2 separate regions of the Mus musculus genome follow, and region 1 is linked to region 2. The links are chromatin contacts, called in public HiChIP or PLAC-seq maps. All regions are on one chromosome and are shown on one strand. The core of a region is the stretch at or near the end of the contact, and the rest is flanking DNA. Distances in the headings are between cores, read along the strand shown.

The links. HiChIP or PLAC-seq counts read pairs in DNA pulled down with a chosen protein or histone mark.
Region 1: a contact with region 2 is called in a FOXA1 HiChIP or PLAC-seq map of pancreatic cancer cells. The contact joins two enhancer-like sites. A contact is called at or near these places in 7 of 39 promoter capture datasets (the 3T3-L1 cell line, the HPC-7 cell line, the SN4741 cell line and 4 more), 1 of 115 datasets of contacts at active chromatin or transcription factors (pancreatic cancer cells) and 4 of 9 other capture datasets (adipose tissue, embryonic stem cells, liver and 1 more).

The regions. Positions count from the first base shown.
Region 1 is chr5:73,279,206-73,283,140 of GRCm38.p6, forward strand. All of the region lies in intron 1 of 1700025M24Rik (RIKEN cDNA 1700025M24 gene), which reads right to left. Among named protein-coding and RNA genes, the nearest start is that of 1700025M24Rik, 3.0 kb to the right of the region's middle. Within about 2 kb of position 1,281, at least 61 of the 459 cell types and tissues checked have an H3K27ac peak or open chromatin away from gene starts, as enhancers often do. A contact at or near this core is called in pancreatic cancer cells, where this site is marked.
Region 2 is chr5:73,102,317-73,106,290 of GRCm38.p6, forward strand. It overlaps Fryl (FRY like transcription coactivator), which reads right to left. Exons shown (of 63, transcript NM_028194.2): 19 at 2,359-2,466. Among named protein-coding and RNA genes, the nearest start is that of 1700071G01Rik, 53 kb to the right of the region's middle. Within about 2 kb of position 1,500, at least 33 of the 459 cell types and tissues checked have an H3K27ac peak or open chromatin away from gene starts, as enhancers often do. A contact at or near this core is called in pancreatic cancer cells, where this site is marked.

The DNA.
Region 1 (3,935 bases), core at 31-2,530, 180 kb after region 2:
TAGTAACATTCTCGTTTTGTCCGAATATAGTTTAAAAAATACAAAGCAGCCAGTAGAGATGAAATTAGCAACAGCTTCGAAAAACAAAACACAAAGGAGAGAAAACATACAGGCTACAAGGTGATTAGCCAACAGGGCACTGGGCTGGATAAACATTAGGAGGAGGAGGGTTCAAAGAACTGAAACTTGTCTCAACAAGCTTAGTGCTATACCGAGACACTAAGGGCTCTGCGCCTCCCCAACCTTTTAACACATGTTTATAACGCAGAACGGCATCAGGAACAACGGCTGTTTTACTTCACCCTTGCTGGCTCAAGGTGTGACCCATCTGACTGAAGTTTAGAATGCCCAGATCTTTCCACTTGAAAACTGACCAGCTCCTGGAGTCTTGTCCCAACACAAGGTTCGGGCAGGTGGCAGAAGCAGTCAGTCTCAAAAAAAAAAAGTGCTCTTGTTGTCATGACAGTAATGTCAGGCCATAATGAAGGCTGAATTCAAGGCACAATGGGAAGACAGCTGCAGGACAGGCTTTGATGAAGAGGACTTGAAGGAAAGGTTTCTGCTAAGATGAAAACGCACAGCTCCTGAATGCTCTGCCTTTTCTGTGCCTGTGACCCCACCTAAGCATGTTGTGTGGACTTGTCTCCCTTGAGAAAAGCCTCTCCTTTCTTCATTTTTTTTCCCCTCCTCAAGTCTTTCCCAAGACTGCTGCCAAAACCAACTTCCTCTGTTGCCATTCTAACAATGTCACTCCCTTCTGAAAATTCCCTTTAATGGCCTCTGCTGCTCTTTGTGCTGGAAGCAGCCTTCTTGCCCTGCCTTCAGGGCAAACACAGTTCCTAGCCGGATTTATTTAGGGCTGTCTGTTGCCCATTTTTGCAGATCCACAGGCCATTTCCCTCTCTGTGTACACAGATTGTCTCCCCCCCACCCCCAGCTTCTTCACTTCTTTGTGCTATTGATGGTTCAGTCATAAATATTTTATTCAGTTTTGGTCAATAGGAATTCTTGGTATTTTTAATACCTTTTCTCCTTCATTCCTTCCCACCCCCACACAAATAATAATAATGATAATAATAATAATAGTACACATGTGACTCTGGAGTTGTCTTATTTATATTTTCCCTGAATTGTGGTTATTTTTAAAGAGCTACCCAAATAGCCATCACATTTACACTTTCTGTCTAGTAAAAGCTGAACAATATCAAAACCAAAATACTCCTAAAGAGCAAAAATAATACTGTGGAATTTCCCTAAGGAATGGAAAGCCTTCAGAATGAGTCACAGGAAAAACATCTAGTATTATTATCACGGGCAGCTTCTAGGAAAAGGTCCCCATGCTCTGAACAGCAGCGAAGCAAAGCAATCGAGGGCTCTTTGTTTTGTTTCAGTTCAGTTTGTTCATCTTGCTTTGCTTTTTGGGGCCGGGTCTTACTTTGTAGCATAGACTTTGAGCTCATTTTATTGCCCAGTGCAGGCCTTGAACCTGTGACCCCGTGCCGCTGGGGGGTGCTTGGTTTACTAGTATTTGCCACCACACCCACTTCTCTCTCTAGTTCCCCTTTTACATTTTGTTGTTAACATAAAGATGCAATAGATCTCACCATAGTCTTTTCATTTATATGTGCCCTCATACTCCATTCTTATTTGTTCTCCTCCCCCCCTTGCCCACCTGCCCCCTCTTTCTTCTCACTTTCCTTCCCCCCAAGTAACCCCCTTTTCTCTCATGGTCCCTCCAACACCCCACTTTAAGAGCAAGCTCGGTTATTTGCAAATTTTGTGATTTTTTTCTCGTTCTTTAATCTCCTTAAACATGATCTTGTTTGGAAAGAGGCAACAACCGGTAGCATTCATAAAGATGAAAGTGCAAGCTGCATACAGGACATTGTCATTTCTTGTTTAAAATGTCCTGTTGGTCTGAGTGCATTCTCAGCCTTTCCCCTGTTCCATACGCGGTAGTTTTGATTGAGGAATTAGAAATGTCTCTCATAGGTTCGGTCGCTTGAACACTTGGTCCCCATTTGGCAGTGCTATTTGGGGATGTGGTACGGCCTTGCTGGAAGAAGTATGCCACTGGGAACGTGTTGGCTTTGAGAGTTCATAGCCTCACCCGACTTCTAGCTTGCTCTTTCTGTTTCATGTTTAAAGTTAAGGATGTGACCCCCTAGCTTCATGCTTGGCTACCTGTACCTATGCTTCCTGACACTTACAGACTCCCCCTCTGGAGCCATAAGCCAAACGAACTCTTCCATAAATTGCTTTTGGCTACTGTGTTATTCAGGGTTCTGTAGAGGAAAAGAACTCATAGACTCTACATAAGTATTAAGAAGGTTTATCAAAGTGGCTTACAGGATATGGTCTGGCTAATCCAAAAGTGGCTGTCGACTAACAGAAAGGCCAAAAATCCAGTAGATACCAGTTCCTGAAACTTGTTGTCTCAGCTAGTCTTCAGTCTGTGTTGAGACCCAAAGGACAGAGGTTCTAGTCCCAGTTAAGGGATTCCCCAGTGGCAGCAGAGATGAGCTTGCCCTCCAAAGTATGCACAAGCTAGCAGGTATCCTTTTCTGTGGGCTGCCACCAGAAGGTCTGGCCCAGATTGGGGGCGGGTCTTCGACCTCAAATGATCCAATCAAAAATAATCCCTCCCAGCTGCTAAGGTTTTATTTGATGGAAGATGTGGTCAGTTGACAAATTAACCAATCACCGTCGCCATTTTCACCACAGCAGCAGAAAAGTAACTAACTGCGCCACGTGCTAAAATCGTTTGTTAATTGTGTGGGGTGTGTGGGGTGCGTGAGCCATGGTATATTCATGAAAGTCAGGGAACCACTCTTCACGAGTCTCTTTTCACCTTGCGTTAAGGGACGGTCTCCTGTTTCCGCTACTGAGCCGCGTAGTCCGGGCCAGCAGGCCTACAGGCTTCAGGTGATTCTTCTGGCTCCACCTCCCATTTCATTACAGGAGTTCTAGGATCACAAATCACACTCTGTATGTGGGGTCTAGGGATTGGACCCAGGTCATCAGGCTTACATGACAAGCATTTTACCCACTGAGCCCTCTCTGGCTCTCATGCATTCTATCTGGTGACAAATCTGGTAGTGTAGGTACACAGTGCCCTTTTCAATGTGAAATGGCTAAGACACTCAGAGATCTTGAACATTGTGGTGGTTTGAATAGGTTTGACTCCCAGAGATTCATGTGTTTGAATCCTTGGCCCATAGGGAATGTCACGTTTAGGAAGTGTGGCTTTCTTAAAGGAAGTGTGTCACTGTGGGGGTGGGCTTTGAGGTCTCCTATGCTCAAGCTCTGCCACTGTAGAGTCTAGTCCCCTCCTGGCTGCCTTCCAATTAAGGTGTAGAACTCTTGGCTACTCCAGCATCTTGCCTGCCTGCCTGCCTGCCTGCCTGCCTGCTGTTTGCTTCCAGCCACAATGGTAATAATGGACTAAACCTCTGTAAGCCAGCTCCAATTAAATGTTCTCCTTTAGAAGAGTTGCCTTGGTCATGGTGTCCCTTCACAGCAATGAAACCCCAAGACAAGCACTATTACCAAATTCATCATCACACTCATCCCTTCCTGGATACCAAAATCCGTGTAAGCTCACAGACCCTTATGCATATACTAACACTGTATTTGTACAGAACCACTGCACATCTTCCTGTGTACTTCAATATCTAGATTATCTGCAATGTCTGAAAGATGCAAACCTTATACAAGTGGTTGTTATACTGTAGTGTTTAGGGGAGGATGATAACAAAAAGTATGTACATATTTAAGGCCTATTTTCTTTTAAATTTTATTTCAACTCATGGTTGAACCCACTGATAAAGAACTTACAGATACGGAGCACAGCTTGTCTTCCTCCAGGATTGTTTCTTGCTTTTATTTTTCACTCTGAGGAAGGAAGGGAAGAAGGAAGGAAGAGAGAAAGGGAG
Region 2 (3,974 bases), core at 250-2,749:
ATGATGAGCAAGGGGGATGGTATGTGGCTAAGAAGTGAGGTATCACAGTTTATCTCAGCTCTGGTCTTCACTATAAGCCAGCCTTCAACTGACAGAAACTAAAGAGACATCCGTTGTAGTGCGGCATAGGTTTTAGGAGCAAATAACACTAGTTATTTACACTGCCTTTATTTAAACCCATGACTGTCTAGATAGCTCGCGCCAAATCGGTGTGACTCAGGACATACGTGCCTTGTGCAGGGGAGAGAACAATGGGACCTTGCTAATTAAATTCAAGGGATTATTTTTCCCTTTATAGAGGTTTCTAAATTTACAACACGCCTTGTGTGGTTGTCTGCTATCTGGCTTCCCTTACTTTTGAGTAAGGAAGAGTTAGACACTGTAATTCCAAACCAACATATTCTAGATTCTTTCTGGCCATGGAAGTAAATTAATTTAAGATGGCAGCTGCAGGGAGAGGAGGGAAAGGAGGTAGCAATTAAACTGCCATTCACTGCTCCGAGGCTGGCTCCTTCCAGCCCCAGCATCCCTCGCCTTGAGCCTGTCAGGTGTGGCTTCATTCCTGGGGGAGGTGAGAGGGGTGATGTCAGAAATTTATCTTGCAGGATCATCTTCCGGAAAGATGTAGGTCAAGGGAGGCTGAGGTGGGACCAGTGAGGATGGATTTGACAGTAGCTGCTCACTGCTGTAAGGACGAACACTGTGGGTTAGCACTTCAGGTTCCTAGTAGGATGCCAGTTTTCTAATTCTGCACTGTTTATATTTTATCTATTGTATTTTGGAGACGGAGGTCTCAGTATATAACACAGTCTCCCCTCCAATTCTCAATTCTTCCTGCCTCTGACTCTTGAGCGCTGGGAGCCCACACAAGGTAAAGGTAAAGGACCAACTCCAATCCAAAGACGACCTCTGAACTTTACACTTGTGCCATGGCATGTGTCCCCCACCCATCATACACATGCACATATGGTAAGAAGAAATTAAAGTTTCTTTTTTAATTAAAAAAAAATTAAGCGAGAGCTGAGCCTTTTAGCACAAACATCAAACTGCAGGTACTTAAGAGACTGAGGCAGGAGGATTCCCAGGTTCAGGCCTGCCTGGCATACAGAGGGAAATCAAGGTCGACCTTGAGAGCATAGTGAGACCTTATTTCAAAATGAAGCATACACGTGTGCCTATACATAATGCAGCAGGATCCGCAGCTATGGAGGAGTCCTTGCCTAACATGCACAAACCTTTAGGTTCAACTCAGTGCCACAAACCAGCAATAAAGAGGCTGAGTGGGGAGAGAGAGAAGTTATGGAAAGTAGTTTCAAGCGAGCCCCTCGACTCCTCATAGTCGGGAGACAAATGCCACCGTCTCCGGGGTCCCAGCACCTGAGGGAGGCGCAAGGCTGTCTGGGAAGTGCCAGGTGTTCTCGCCCAGGGCTGGAACGAGCCACAGTGCTGCAGCAATCTGGTCACTATTTACACAAGATGGTGACTGCCCAGCAACCAGCAAACAAACCAGTCACTGTGTTTGGTTTTCCACTAGGGTGTGGCTGGCCAACTGTGGCTCTGGGCAGGCTCCAGGCAGATGCCCAGTCATGTTCAGTCCTGCAATATGGTCTGGCTGCTTCTGTAATGCCACAGTGGGAATGCAGACATGACACACACTGAGGCAGTGGGTCTCAACCTTCTTAATACTATTATTACCCTTTAATACAGCTCCTCATATGGTAGCGACCCCCCAACCACTGCCACTTCACAAAGTGTGATTATGCTAGTTATGAATTGTAATGTAAATACCTGTGTTTTCTGATGGTCTCAGGTCACCCCTGTGAAAGGGTTTTTCGACACCCGGTACCCCCAAAGGTTGAGAACCTCCGGATTATAGCACAATCAGCAAAACCACGAAATATTTACTGTCTGGTCTTCCATGGAGAAGCTGACCCCCTAACTGCATGGTCCCCAGGGGCACCCACACAGCAGAGCCTCAGCAGGCTTAGAATTAGGCTGGGAGACTTCACTTAAGTGTGGTTGCCATGGTATTTATCTACTTTATAGAGCTAATGGAGGAAGAAGAGGAGAAAACGCTTGGAGGCACCGGGCTCTCCTGCAGCAGAAAAAGCTAACTGGGCCGTGGTCACTACTCAGGATGCTGAAACCTCACTGAGCACCACGTAAGGGATGTTTGTCACGTAAACCCAGTGAACTGACAGTGAACTGGGAAATGGGGCTGAGAGGGGGACTTGGGAGGAAGTTAGAAGTTAAAAATTTGAGAGGGGGTTAATAAAAGATGAGAACGAAGAGAGCAAATCAGATGGCTCGAAGCTGTGCCTGCTGTGACCACAGAGAGTCAGGAATAATGCCACTCACCTTGCTAACAGCTCAATGAGGTCCGTTCTGCTCATACCATCGGGAATCAACCTTGGAATTGCAGCAATGCAGGTTCTAAACAAATCGATTTTGGGTTTTCTTTCCCCCCTGAAAAATGTATCACAACAAACAGAAAACAGAATAAGAAGCGTATCATGTGGGGTAGAAAGATCCATTTTACAAAAATGTTACAGAAGGCGGGAGCACAGTTCTAAGGTCCAATAAAAAAAGGGGGCACAAGCTGGAGAGATGGCTCAGTGGTTAAGAGAACTGACTGCTCTTCCAGAGGTCCTGAGTTCAAATCCCAGCAACCACATGAAGGCTCACAACCATCTGTAATGAGATCTGATGCCCTTTTCTGGTGTGTCTGAAGACAGCTACAGTGTACTTACATATAATAAATAAATAGATAGATAGATAGATAGATAGATAGATAGATAGATAGATAGATAAATCTTTAAAAAAAGGAGGGGCACAAGCAAATACACACACAGACCTAGCAGCTAGCTACCATCCATAAACAACGGAAAGGACGGAGACCATTCAGGAAGATGAGGGCTAGTAACTGACCTCACTAATTAGGAAACATGTATAATAACTTTATAATTTTAAATACTTAAAAAGTTCTATCCACTTTTATATTTAAAAAGAACTTAGTTATTCACAAACACCACTAAATACCAGTTACTATCAGGAATAGCTGTGTGATGGTGAATGTGGCTTGCTAACTTCATAGGCCCTAGCATCAATCACACAGGGTGCAAACCTCTGGCCACGCCTTGAGGGGTTCCCTACACTGGATCGAGGTAGGAAGTCCCATTGTGAAGGTAGGAGACATTATTCCAGGGTCTGGTCGATATCAAAGAGAGAAAGCTAGCAGAGCCGAAACATTCATTGCTCTCTGTGTCGTGAGCACGACGTGACTGACTGACTGCCTCAAGGCCCCGCCGCCATGACCTCGCTCCACACAAGGATGGAGCTACGGACTCAAATCAATCTTTCTTCCTCGAGCTGTTGTGGTTCAGGTATTTTGTCACATGGCAATAAGTAAGTAGTAAAAATAGTGTTGATGCTAAAAATATCTGAAATGGTAAGAGTTTTACAGTCAGATGTTCTTATAGATGAGGGTGCATATTGACTGTTCTTGTGATACACACCTGTATCTGTTTAGATTTTATACAATTACAATGCACTGATGCTTTAAGACTTAGTCCCTCCTGAGAGACAGCTGTTTAATACAATTTAATTTTATTACATATGTGTCTACGATGGGGGGCGGGGAGGCGATGCTAAGGCCCAAATCCACGGCCTTACTTATGCTAGGCAGGAGGAGCTCTGCCAAAGAGCTATCTTCTCACCTCCTCTACGATAGTTTTGGGAAGTTATTCACAAGTTTTACAAACCACTTAATGCGTGGCTTTTCGTTTTCGTCTGTACTTGAAGAGACGCTTTTCAGTTTCACCCTCATCATTTTCTAGTTACTCCAATAATAATCCCTGCGCAATCAAGAAACAACATGTTCAAAGAGTTTGGGTCAGTCTTTGTTAGAGATATTGGCACAGTTGTTACTCTGTGTGGCTTTAAGATGCATGGATTAGAGGGACCAAAAGTCAGAT